2 separate regions of the Mus musculus genome follow, and region 1 is linked to region 2. A link is a contact called in public targeted proximity ligation data. All regions are on one chromosome and are shown on one strand. The core of a region is the stretch at or near the end of the contact, and the rest is flanking DNA. Distances in the headings are between cores, read along the strand shown. Region 1 holds the start of Syt7 (synaptotagmin VII). Region 2 holds the start of Dagla (diacylglycerol lipase, alpha).

Region 1 (3,840 bases), core at 657-3,156, 84 kb after region 2:
CTCTAAGCAGCTTCCGTGGCTGCATTGGGCTCCCGGGATCTCTTCTAGGGGCTTGATTTTCACCATTTGTCACCTGAGGAGGTGGCTTGTGTCATCTCTCTGATGTCCTCTTCATCGGCTCTGAGAAACTGGGAGCTTCTAGCTGCCCGGCAAAAGACCTGTCAGGTTGCAATGGCAAGGGAGTATGCTGCCCCCCCCCTCAGGGTGGGAGGGATCTGGAGTAGGATGGTTCCTGCAGAAGGGCCCTTTCTGCATACCACTGATGGTGCCCTGTAGATGAGGCACTCTTGCCCTGAGAGAGGCGGCTGGATTTAGGAGGAGGGATGAATGAAAACTGGAGACCCTAGAGCCCCAGCTTGGCTTCCTAGAGTTTGCTAGGCCCCCCAAACAGGCTGTGGCTAGCTCCTGAATTCTTGGGTGCATGATGAATGGGGGACAGAGCAGTCCTTGATCACAGAGTGAGGGCTGAGATTTCTGGCCACTGGGGAAATACAGACCCAACTGTCCACGTGCCTTTTCCCCACTTCCGTTTTATTAGACTCTTCAATCCCAGGAAGTATGTTCTTCACCAGAACCGTCTTAGAGAAGTTTTGCTGGGGAATTTTCCTTATCTATTTCTCAACCGGAAAAGCTGTGGGTGGAGGTGAATATGTGTGTGTGTGTGTGTGTTTCTATGTGAGTTCCAAGAAATGGTGTGTGTGTTTTGTATGTGTGTGTGCACGAGCACAATGAGCGACTTTTGGAACAAAGGTTCATCCCCATGGGTGCTGGCTGCCTGTACTGTGTGGGAGGTGGAGGTATGGCAGGGCACGAGCCATACACACAGTATAAAGCCAGATAGGTGGCTTTTGAGGAGCAGAAACCTTCAATGTTGAAAAGCCTGGTTCACTTGTGAACTGCATGGAAGGAGGAATGCTGACATTTGTAACCCAAAGATTGTGCTGTCTTAGCCATTCAACCTTTTCAGTATAGGGTATGGCAAGACATGCACCGTAGGAGGGGTCTATTGCTTTTCATGACCTAGGTAGTTTGTATGCTTGAGAGTGTTGGGGGCAGGGAAGTGAGTACCTGTGTAGACGTGTGCAAGGCGGCATGGTATTTTATCCCCATGTTTCAGTCGTGGGTCTTAAAAGTCTCCTCCCTGCCCCAGAATCAAACAATCTCTATTGTGTAGAGAAAAACAGAGTCTTTCCTATTTGGACAATGTTGAAAAGATACAGGGGCAGAGAGCACACCAAGATATTCTCAAGGTTGACAGGAGAAGGGGGGTTTTCGTTCTTATCAAGGGTGCCCTGGGTCAAGGGAAAGGACCGGAAGAATGGGGTCGGAAAAGGAATGAATAGGGGCTAAACGGTTGCTTTCTTCTCTCTTGGAGCTGGAATAAGTGGGAAGGTTCTTGATACTTAGTACCCCACGGAAGATGGAGATTCTAGTCCTATTCGTTCCTGCAGCTGGCCAGCTCTAGGAAAGACAAGCCCGTCAGACCGAGGCCCAGCGCTGGCAACATACTCCACTCCTGGTTTTGATACCCACCAACCCTTCTTCTCTGGCCCTCCGCTGTTCCTTGTCCCGAGCTAACGCCCTCGAGTAGCCACCGAGCGGAAAATCTGGGGTGGATCTCCACGCCTTTCGGAGCGGAGTCAGAGGGCACCTCGGAGGAGGTGGCCAGCTGGGCGACCCTGTGGCGTGAGACACCACCGCCACCCGTGGTGCACGGGCCGAATGGATCGCGTCTTCCGTAAACTAGACGAGCATAGCGGTGGAGCTCTGCCGTCCTTCCAGGCGGGGCCCAGTGAGCGCCTGGGGTGCGCGGGGCGGCGGCCGTGCCCTCGGGGCGGCTCCGGGCGGCGGCGGCCAGTCTAGGGCTGCAGTGCAGCGCGCGGCCGACAGTGGGCGCAGCAGCGGCAGTGGCCGTGGCGCTCCACGGCGGGCGGGCGGCGCCGGCGGTGCCCCGGGCGCGCACACACTCTCTCGCTCTCTCTCTCACACACACATACACACACACATACACACACACTCACTCACTCACACACGCACGCACACACATACATACACACATACACACACACACACACATCGCCTCGTACACACTCACACACGCTCCGGCGCGCACACGCGGCGCGCAGGCCAGAGGGAGGAGGCTCCGCGCGGCTCGGCGGCGGCGGCAGCGTGCTCCGCGGGCGGCCCGGAGGGCTGGCGGGCGGCCCCCGCTCCCCGGCTCCGCGGCTCGGTGCAGCCCGCGCGGCCCCCGCCCTCGGACCCGCCCCCGGGGGTCGCCCGGCCCCATGCCCTGCAGCGGCGGCAGAGAAGCGCGCGGCCGCAGGCGGCTCTGAGGAGCCCGGAGGGAGCCGGCGACGAAGGGGACCATGTACCGGGACCCGGAGGCGGCCAGCCCAGGTAAGCGCGGCCCCGCGAGGGCTGGGGCACCCCGCACGGGCTGGGGCGCCCCGCACCGGCGGGTAGGACGGCTGCAGCGCCTGGGCGCCGTCTCGGAGCCCCAGCCTGGGGCTGCTGTCGGCTGGAGCCGCACGAATTGCACCCCTTTCTACCAGGGTCATCCGTGCCCCGGGGGCGTGGGTTCTAGTGGCAGAGACTCTTATTCAAACCCCGCAGTCGGGACATTGATAGGCTGGATGCCCGGGGCCGACTTCGCAGTGTCCCCACAAAGACCTCCCCCCCCACCCCCAGCAGCCCAAGGACAACGTGTGTGGCGGAGCGAGGAGCTGCTGTCCCCGTGGGAGCCGGGCAGTGCCCTCAGAGGTACCCCCTGCTCCCCAGCACCAGTGCCCCGGGGATGTCAGTGTTGGGGGACCTCAGGGCAAAGAAGATCCTGGCAGCTTTGGGCCAAGATGTGGGCACAGAGGAGCGGAGTGTCATCTGCGGTGCCAACTGTGAATTGAGAGGGCTCCAGGGGGCAAGTGGGAATCTGGTGCAGCGGCGGGGGATAGAGGCTTCTGGGAGGTGGGGAACCGCAGGAGCGGTGAAGGGGGAGGCAGGGGTACCTGAAGAGAAAGCGCAGCAGTGGATGACAATGGGGGCGGCGGGCAGTGTTCTCCTAAGCTTGGGGAGGGGGGACGCAAAGAATACCAAACTCACTCCAGTCCTACCAGGGAAGGGGGGAAGGGGGCCGCACCCCTTTGCCTTTCTGAAAGGGAGTGGCCTGCGAGCCCACTGTCGGCTTAGCTTCCATCTAGCATCCTTGGAGCCTAAGCCAGGAATCTCTCCTTCTTCCTCTGGAGATTGCTCTGCCATTTCCTCCTTGGCTCCTGCCGCCTCCCCCACGCAGTGCCCACCTGTAGACAGGTCTCCTTCAGCTCCTGTCCAGGCTCAGTTCCAGCTCCCACCTGGGATACTTCTCTAAACCCAGCAGGACCCCCCTACCCCCACTCCTGCTAGTTCACGCCTCCTGCCCTCCGGGGTCTGTTTCTGGGCTGCTCTCCAAGGCTAAAAGCTCCAGCCTAAGACCTACTCCTACAAGAGTCTCTGGGTTTCCCCTACAAGGGTCTCTGGGGGAGGCAGGTGCTGTGAAGAAGGCCAAGTCGAAACCCTCCACAGTAGGGGACTCAAGTCCTTGAAGCTCTGCACAGGAAGCTTTCGGACACTGGCTTTGCCCATTTATGCCCAATCCACACTTGCTGTCTTCTTCCCAGGGGCAGTCCAAGTCCACTGAGGTTGACCTCCTGGGGGCCAGACACTGTATTCAGTCAGCACTGGGCTCTGAGACTCAGTCTCCTCTGGAGCTTCACGCCCTTCTCTAAATGTCCTCTAGGTGTGGGCTGAAGGGACATTACCTTTGAGGGGCCTTTTCATCTGAACAGGTCACCTAGCCTGACATTTCTC
Region 2 (3,682 bases), core at 17-2,516:
AAGTGGGACATCATGTGGCAATGAGAGGAGGAAGGAGATGGGGGCTGGGAGGGGGGAGAGATAGAGGGAGGGAGGGAAGGAAAGAGATAGAGAGATGGGGGACCTTCTCCAAAGCTTCTCAGAAGACTAGTTAGGATATATGCAATCTCCAAACACTCCCAGTAGCCACAGAACCATCTTCCACGCAGCCCAAAAGATACAATTCCCAGAAACCCAGTAGCACCGCCATCAACCAAGTGAAAGGAAGGGCCCAGGGACGACGTAGCCTGGGCTACTTCTCTATACCCTTCTGAGTCTCCTATAATCAGAAACAAGGACCACCAGTGAGAACCACCTATTCCTCCCATCTTCCTCCAAATGGGGGAGGACTCATGAGCCAGGTAAAGGTTCATAACTGAGCAGAGCTCTACCTGGGACAGCAACCAAGAACCTCATGGTAGACACATGGTGTCTCTTATTCTCATCCATCATAAAAAACACCAACCTTCTTCCAGCCTTCTGCCCCAAGGCCAGCACACCAACAGGCATTAATGCTGAGCCCCATGACAGAGACGTCGCCCCTACTGATCTCCCTGTAAGGGTGGGTATTTACCCTCTTATTTACCAGGGTCTGAGGGCCACCTGTCTTCCCTCACAGTATTAGTCATTCCAGGGCACTGCGCTAAGCCAAGGCCATTTCTCACAGCAGGGCCGGAGCCACTAGTCATGCCCAGGACATTGATTCTTTAAGCCCCCAGGACCATCACTCCAAACCATGTCAAGCCCAAGGCCAGAACCATGCCAACCAACATCCAAGCAATGGCAGCACTTTCTCACACCCATGCCCACCGCACCATCACGGCCCAGCATCAGCTGGCCACCCACCAGCACCAGCTGCGTGCATCGCCCTCCTGTACAGAGGGTGCACCCTCCTCACACCTGGGCGGCCACCGCTACACCAAGGCGGGGGTGAGTCTTCTGACACCCTCGCCAGGAAAAATCACGCTGCCCGTGCTGTATCCACGTTGCCCACGCCCGTGCCATGCGTGTCACCATCCCCACGCCGGTGGCCCGGGGCTCCGCGGACCTCACACCTGCCACGAGCGCGCGTGGCAGCCGCACCTCCGCCCGCGGACCTGTCGGACCGGCCACCGCGCGCAGTGGACATTGCCCAGCCCGCCACGCCGCTCGCAGAGCTCCTGCGCCCGGGACTCGGCCCGGGCCCCCTTACCTCCGGCCCGCCGCAGGGCTCGGCCCGCCGCGGCCACTGCGACCGCCACCTCCATCCTGGGCTCCCCAAGGCCCCTATTCACTAACGTTGCTTCCGCAGGGCGCCGGCGCCGGCGCGAAGGCCGCCTCCGCCCCCCGGGGGACGCTGCGTCCTTTACGTAAACCCCACTCCGCCGCCAGCGGTGACCATGGCGACGGCCGTGGGGCGGCAGCGCCCCCTAGCGCCAGGGAGGGGAGAGGCGCGCAGGCCCGAGGTGGTGGAGCCCTGGATCCCCGCGCGTGGGGGCGGTGGGCGCGGGGCTGAGGCCTCCACGGGGGTTCCGTGGGCAGACGAAAGGGGTTGGACCGTGGGCACTGAACAGGGGCACGGTAGCTGCTTGGGTTCCCCTCCTTCAGGTCCCGCGTGACAGGGTTTAGCGTGGGAGATGAAAAATAGCAAGTAGGATCACCGGAGAACTGGTTTGTTTGGGGGAGGAAAGGAGAGAGATGGGTTCCACCTCCTTCAGGGGACCTAGCAGCGTCTTGAGGAGTTGGGACACATCTTTATCTATGTCCTCCTCTTCCCCCCTACTCTCACCCTCCTCAACACCCAGCATAGTGCCTGACAGCAAAAGGGGAGTTTGATCAATTTTGATTTTCTGATAAATGAAGAAAATCGCCCCTCCTGTTCTCCTTCACACACGCCCATCCATTCATGCGCAAGTCGCTCAACTCGCCTTCCTGAAAGCTGCTTTTTGGCAGGGACACAGCTATGCTGGTGTTCTGGGTTGAGTCTGGGGAGTGGGTGGGAGCAGGCTTGCCCTTAGAGATATCAGGTCACATGGGGGCTAAGCTAAGAGCTGCAGCTGCACAGGGGGTCATAGGTAAGATTGGATCTAGCGGTCATGATGATGCAATCAGTTAAGTCTCCAAAGTCGAGCAGAAAGATATGAGAGGTCGAAAGGAAAGTAACGCAGAAAGCAAGCGTGTGAAATGTTTCCTGGGCTCAGACGTCATTCTGAGAATGACGTCAGGATGATTGACTTGTTCTGTAGGCCTGGAGGACATAGGTGGACATCTGACTGAAAGTGAAACCCTGCATCCGGGACAGACTTCTCCTCGTTGCAGAGTTCAGCCCCTCGCCAGGCAATTCGGTAGCATCTACGGTTATTGCAAAGATAAGCTCTGGCTTAGGTAAAGAAAATGGATTTGGGGAACAAATATGAGCACTTCAAGAATTCCTGGAGAGGAGCTCCCGATGTCTCAGGAAGTTCAGAAATCTGGGGAGGCCTGGGTTCAGGGACGTTATCTCTAGATTGTCATGGTCCATTCAAACCACACAGTTGGAGATAATATCTCTTGCTTCAAAGTCCCAGACACCTGGAAGAAAGAATTATATTGGTCCTGTGAACCATGGTAGATCAACTGATGCCAGGCAGAAAGGACTCTGCAAAATCAGCTCTTTTCCTTACTCACCAAAGTTCCTAATGGAGAAAGCATGCCCACGTGGCCATCCCTAAATAGTCTACTACAGTCTACCCCTTAGCTGTCCGGCACATAGAAAACTACACAAGTTCCACACACACACACACACACACACACACACTCGCACACACACTCACACACACACACACACCATCATCATCACCACCATCACCATCATCATCATCCCCATGTATCCAATCCTCGACAAACCAGTTCTGACCAGTTCTATAATGTGGGAGGCTAATACTACTGGGATTCTCAAGGTGATGTCCTGTTCTTGGTCAGCTGCATCAGTGAGCCCCATGTAGGGCATCCCACACCAGGATTATTCACTGCTACTAACATAATCTCTGAACTCTTTCAGCTAGGTATGTGACACGGACAAGGACATGCCGTAGGGAAGCTTACTAGAAATTCCGAGCCTCAGACCCAAGATCTTAGCTTGATTACAAAACCCTCAGGGGATCTCTGTGCATGTGAAAGTTTGGGAAATTGTCATTGTGAAACTAGGGGAAAGGGGAAAGGGAAAGGTAAGAAAAAGCGATTTCAATCTTGATCATTCCCATCAGACACTAAACATCTAATGCTCTATTTTGAGCATACATGAGATCCCGGGTGCAATCACCAACCCCCAAACAGACAAAAGGAATTAGTTAATTATTTAGAATTCAGCAATGTGACTGAGGAACAAGGAAGCACAGGTAGAGGCTGCAGGCATTATTTTTGCAGCTGCTTTTGAACTCCTGGAAGGAGTCCATGACTTCCTACCTCTGACTCCTTAGTCCTCTTTGCCTTCTGGCCATGTCTCATTTGGCTAGCAGGCTGACCTAAGTCTTAATCCTTCAAGGCCTTCAGTGGCAGTGCATAGGGTCTCTGGAGTCTGTCTGTCTCATTCTGTGTGTGTGTGTGTTTGTGTTACTGTCTACCTTATCTATCTTATTCTTTGAGACACTGTCTCTCACTGGACCAGGACTCTCTAACTCACTGACTGGCTGGACTGGCTGGCTAG

What was found.
Region 1: a targeted proximity ligation map of pancreatic cancer cells shows a contact between it and region 2. A contact is called at or near these places in 17 of 39 promoter capture datasets (the 3T3-L1 cell line, the HPC-7 cell line, cranial neural crest and 9 more), 4 of 484 Hi-C or Micro-C datasets (cerebral cortex, embryonic stem cells, erythroblasts and 1 more), 5 of 130 datasets of targeted methods (bone marrow-derived macrophages, embryonic fibroblasts, embryonic stem cells and 1 more) and 2 of 9 other capture datasets (adipose tissue and liver).

Annotation. Positions count from the first base shown.
Region 1 is chr19:10,387,117-10,390,956 of GRCm38.p6, forward strand. Syt7 (synaptotagmin VII) reads left to right here and starts at 1,907. Exons shown (of 12, transcript NM_001373944.1): 1 at 1,907-2,397. The coding sequence starts at 2,367.
Region 2 is chr19:10,303,611-10,307,292 of GRCm38.p6, forward strand. Dagla (diacylglycerol lipase, alpha) reads right to left here and starts at 1,267. Exons shown (of 20, transcript NM_198114.2): 1 at 1,211-1,267.